2 separate regions of the Mus musculus genome follow, and region 1 is linked to region 2. Evidence: chromatin contacts called from public HiChIP or PLAC-seq data. All regions are on one chromosome and are shown on one strand. Each heading gives the region's core, a stretch centred on a gene start, on an enhancer-like site or on the middle of the called end of the contact. The rest is flanking DNA. Distances are from core to core; before and after follow the strand shown.

Region 1 (2,700 bases), core at 141-2,640, 310 kb after region 2:
CATAGAACTCTCTGTAGTACATTAGAGCTCTGTGAGAGGGAAGGGACACTGGGGTTGGGAACACAGGTGTTAGGCTGCTTGTCCTTGGGGACATAAGTCAGCAGGACAGGTGTGAGCAGAACACCTCCAGTAGCAGCTGGGTTTCATGCCACCGAAGACCCAGGGAAAGCTGTGGGATGCATGGTCACTCGACTGAGTGAGTAAGGGCTTGTGCTCACCCTACCCCCTCACTATGAGAACTCTTCAATCTCCTACCTACTGCTGCCTCTTCAACCAGAGAAAGTTCTCAGCACAGAGGACCATGCATTTGTTCTATGAAAGCATCTATCTGTATAGGAGGAGCTGTGCCATGGGGGCAGTGTTGGCACACCTGTCTTTGTACTTAAAAAATCAGCTTCAGAACTTGATAGATGAGGAAAATAATCTAAGAGGACAAATAAAGAGACAAGATATATATTTGTGTGCCTACAAAATTCAGATTTATTTAATATATAAGAGAATGTCCATTTTTAGGAATATGGTAAAGAACAAATTTGTCTATGGGGATAAGGCCAAACTTTACAGATTTAGGAGAAAATGTAAACTTGTGATTATTTTAGAGACAGTTGATAAACATGCAGGAATAGGGACAATATATTTGGGACCCAAAATCATTATCAGTTGGAATAGAGCCTTTGACTGGCATCTTGGGTTCAGCTCACAAATGGTCTACAATAGGAATGGTGGGGTGATGAAGAACAGGAGACTGTGGGTGATGGTTCTCAGCAGCAAGAGCCACTAGAGCATGCTGGGCGGCAGCAGGTGGTCTGGCAACAGGTGGGGCGGCAGCAGCTGGAGATGCAGCACTGGGGTCTGCAGCAGCTGGACACACAACAGCTGGGGCGGCAGCAAGAAGGCCTGCAGCAGCTAGAAATGCAACAGGTGGGGCGGCAGCAGCTGGATCCACAACAGCTAGAACTACCACAGCAGGGACGACAGCAGGGGCGACAGCAGCTGGAGATGCAGCAAGAGGGCCTGCAGCAGCTGGACACACAGCAGCTGGGGCGGCAGCAGGAAGGTCTGCAGCAGCTGGAAATGCAGCAGCTGGGGCGGCAGCAGGTGGGCTGGCAGCACACAGACTGGCAGCACTGAGGCCTGCAGCAGCTGGACACACAGCAGCTAGGGCGGCAGCAGGAAGGCCTGCAGCAGCTAGAAATGCAACAGCTGGGGCGACAGCAGGTGGGCTGGCAGCACACAGACTGGCAGCACTGGGGTCTGCAGCAGCTGGACACACAGCAGCTGGGGCGGCAGCAGGTGGTCCTACAGCAGGTGGTCTGGCAGCAGCTGGGCTGGCAGCAGCCTTGGCCACAGCCCTCCTCAGAGCAGACAGAGCCACAACAGGAGCTGACCATGGTGTTAGAGGTGGAGGTTCTTGGTAGGTTTACAACAAGGTGGGTTGGAAGGTTTGGAAGTGGGAGTCTCCCTGCCCATGTCCCCTTTTATACCCTGCTGAGTGGTTGCTGTCCTCACATGCAGCATTCTTTGCTTGTTATTGTTTGTGTTAATAAACAGTTGACTCCCAAATTAGGGGATTTTTTTCCTAACTAAATTATGAAGGTAATTGGGGAGCCCAGTTTCTTTTCCTGGTGGTAAGAGTCATCATCAGCTCTCGCTGAACCATCTTCGAAGTGTCTTTCTTGCTTTAGTTTCTTCCAAACAATTGTCCCATGACATCATATTTCTAGTTACTCTATGATTCAGCCTCATATTAGACAGCTCTACTGTCTATCCTTAGATAACCATTGGGACTACAGGTCCATAATTGTTTCTGCTGACCCAGAAGAATAAAACTTTATCATACTGATGGCTCATCCATAATGGGTCAGACGGGAACAGAACGTTTGACCACAGAAATGCCAGTGGTCTGAGAATAGGGAGCCTGTTAAGCCATATCTCCTACCCCATGTGGACTAAGGTTTACGTTATAGATTATTGTTCAATGAGAAACACAGAACAATTTTAGGTAGAAAACTAAATGATGAAATTTTGATTTTTTTTTTCAGAGAGAAAACTGTAACACTCAATTTCAGCATGTCTTAGGAGACATGGACTATAGCACAACTCAGCCTCAAAACCACACACCTTATTTCTGCCATGTGGGATTCCCCCCCACCTCTGTCTCGCTAGCCTAGTTGTCTTACTTTGATAGCAACTCCAGATCCAAGCTCTTTCTTTTCTAAGTTGTAGCTTCAGTTAGATGATCAATTTAGTGCCTCGTGCTCTGTTTGGCTCTGGATCTCCTGTGTCACCTGTCTCTACTCAAGTAAGTAAACTTGACTTCATCCTTCATCCTATGAAAAAATGGAAAAAGAATGAGTAATTTTTAAAAGGAAACTTCTATATGAAAGGCTATCGGCTATTATTTATTTATAGTCAGGATACATTAATGACTTAAAGAGTGCAAAAGATCCCACCCAAGTGTCCAGGTGATTAGGCCTTCTAAAAATGAGGAATGTTACCAGTACATTATTCATGGTCTGTTGGTATAAAAACAGGCAGAGACTTGCTGTAGCTATGTGGTGACATCATTAAAAGTCTTAATTAAGACCATTTAATGACCAAGCATATTTCGTAAATTTTTACCACACTTGCTTAGCAAACATTTGTTCTCTTTGTGTTTTCTTTGGCTTGTAGTTGTAAAGTAGGTAGTATGTATAAACA
Region 2 (2,700 bases), core at 99-2,598:
ACACCCTCTAGGTTTGACATTTGCCAATTCTCAGGGAGGAAGTCAGTTTCCCTAGTAAGAATGGATGCAATTTTAGGGGCTGTTAATTTCAGGTTAAGAGATCGTGTCTGTAGACAGCATTGCATGAATGCTTCAAGTTTTGGGTAGTGAGACGGTTATAATATCCTGTCACTCTTTGGTCCTGATTATCCGACTCACACATACAGTGCTGGTACGATGTCAATAAGATCAGGTCTGATCACCACTGGAATATGGGAGTCCAGCTGCCTTCAAATCTGAAAACTCAGATTTCCCATCCTGGCTTCACATTTCAGATAAAAAAAAAAACACATTTAGCAAATGTCCATTAAACTGCATGATGCATGTTTAGTTTTTTTTTTCACAACTCTTTGGAAATCGTTTGTGACTCTTGTGGCATAAAGCAGAAGCACATTGGGCACAAATTCAGGAGCCACCATTTTATGACTAAGGGATCCCAGGCACGTCAACGTGCTCCATCTGAGCCTCGGTTTCATAGATTGCAAAGTGCAGACAATGAAGTCGTGCATGGCTATGGCCGTGTTACACGAAGTCAATGTGTAACATAGATGAAGGGCTCACAGGCTTTTAAAGGTACACATATGTGCATATGCACACCCACAATCATCTGGGTCTGGGCACATGCGTACAAGCAGGTGTGCTTGTGTGTTTGGTTATGCACACGTGTGTGGACACTGGAGAGCAACGGAAGACATCCTCAGGAACACCGTACACAGCTTTTGAGGTGGGATCTCTCACTGGCCTAGAGCTCACGAATGAGGCTTAGTTTAGCTAGACTCAGAGGCCCTGGAATCCTACACTCTCTTCTTCCCCACAAGCATGTGCTACCGCACTTGGAATTTTTATGAGTGCTGGACTCAGGCTCTTGTGCTTGCAAGGCAAGTGCTTTACCAAATGAGTCACCCTCCCAGCCATGGTTAGTTATTAATATTTTTCTAGTATGTATATATTTTTATGTCATGTGTATGAGTGTTGGGTTGTGTTGTATACATGTATCTTGAAACTAGCATAGACCGGTAGTCTTCTTGAAATGATTCATAATTTCATTAGATGAATTCTCATTTAAAATTCAGAGGGAGATTTTTGGTGAGTGCTGGGATGATTAAACTGATGTAGACACACAGAGCCATGCACAGAGATGGTAGAGAAAACTCAACTGAGTTAAACCAGCCCATTACCTTACAGCAGGGGCATGTTCTTTTCCTTTTTAAATGATCTCAACGGAAAGTTCTGGAAATGTTCTAATCCTCCTTAAAAAGATGTGACAGGCAGTGGTGATGAGATAGTAAGTGAGAAGGGATGAGTCACATCCAGGAATGAACTCAGACACGTTGTCGAGTCAGGAAATCAGCATGCCCAGGAAACACGAACACTCCAGGGCATATGCTAACCCCCCCCCCCAATCTTTTTTTTTTTTTTTTTTTTTTTTTTTTTCAAGGTTCAATTTTTTTTTTCCATTTTTTATTAGGTATTTAGCTCATTTACATTTCCAATGCTATACCAAAAGTCCCCCTTACCCACCCACCCCCACTCCCCTACCCACCCACTCCCCCCCTTTGGCCCTGGCGTTCCCCTGTACCGGGGCACACAAAGTCAGCGTGTCCATTGGGCCTCTCTTTCCAGTGATGGCCGACTAGGCCATCTTTTGATACATATGCAGCTAGAGTCAAGAGCTCAGGGGTACTGGTTAGTTCATAATGTTGTTCCACCTATAGGGTTGAAGATCCCTTTAGCTCCTTGGGTACTTTCTCTAGCTCCTCCATTGGGAGCCCTGTGATCCATCCATTAGCTGACTGTGAGCATCCACTTCTGTGTTTGCTAGGCCCCGGCATAGTCTCACAAGAGACAGCTACATCTGGGTCCTTTCGATAAAATCTTGCTAGTATATGCAATGGTGTCAGCGTTTGGATGCTGATTATGGGGTGGATCCCTGGATATGGCAGTCTCTACATGGTCCATCCTTTCATCTCAGCTCCAAACTTTGTTTCTGTAACTCCTTCCATGGGTGTTTTGTTCCCACTTCTAAAAGCATTTATTGATTAAAGATCGTAAGAGTCTAGCCCAGAATGAAGGAGTTTTTAATCCCAAGGTATTAACAACTGATTAATGTAACTGGGAGTCATTGAGGGTCACGATCATCTCATCCTTGAATGGTATTACCCTCCAGGTGGAGGCTGCCTGTGTTGAAATGGATCGCCCTGCGATGAAACTCCATCTGTGTGACACTGAGAGCGATGAATATTTATAGGGAAATTATTAACGTCTGTGGAATGAGGAAGGCAAACAGTCGGAAGCAATTGAAACTCAAAGATAAGAATCCACTTGGACATCCCAGCATGCTCTGGGAGGAGCAGGCGTTCTCTCTCCTGTTCAGGCTAGAGTCAACCACTGCTTGTCCCCTCATGGGACAGGGCAGAGAGGGCAGCTATGAAAACACAGGGGAAGTGGCTTTATTCTCTATGGTCTTTGAGGAGGGCAGACCTCAGCTTCTGAGGAGGGCAAACCTTAGCTTCTTTCTCTTTGATGCTTCACCTGTCTCTGTTGAACCAAGACTTCTGGAAAGTTCCATTTGAGTGTTAACAAAAGGTTCCTCTGAGTCTCAATGGGATAAAAATGTACTTTTTAGCTATGGTAAAATAAATCAGCTACTGTCATCGGGCA

What was found. HiChIP or PLAC-seq counts read pairs in DNA pulled down with a chosen protein or histone mark.
Region 1: a FOXA1 HiChIP or PLAC-seq map of pancreatic cancer cells shows a contact between it and region 2. The contact joins the promoter of Krtap4-8 here to the enhancer-like site in region 2. A contact is called at or near these places in 19 of 39 promoter capture datasets (the 3T3-L1 cell line, the C10 cell line, the HPC-7 cell line and 9 more), 2 of 15 datasets of contacts at CTCF or cohesin (both in the NIH/3T3 cell line), 3 of 484 Hi-C or Micro-C datasets (adipose-derived mesenchymal stem cells and cortical neurons), 2 of 115 datasets of contacts at active chromatin or transcription factors (embryonic stem cells and pancreatic cancer cells) and 1 of 9 other capture datasets (macrophages).

Annotation. Positions count from the first base shown.
Region 1 is chr11:99,779,253-99,781,952 of GRCm38.p6, forward strand. It overlaps Krtap4-8 (keratin associated protein 4-8), which reads right to left and starts at 1,391. Exons shown (of 1, transcript NM_001085547.2): 1 at 762-1,391. The coding sequence starts at 1,391. The coding sequence ends at 762.
Region 2 is chr11:99,471,258-99,473,957 of GRCm38.p6, forward strand. No RefSeq gene overlaps it. Among named protein-coding and RNA genes, the nearest start is that of Krt23, 21 kb to the right of the region's middle. Within about 2 kb of position 1,349, at least 45 of the 459 cell types and tissues checked have an H3K27ac peak or open chromatin away from gene starts, as enhancers often do. A contact at or near this core is called in the NIH/3T3 cell line, the SN4741 cell line, adipose-derived mesenchymal stem cells and 2 more, where this site is marked.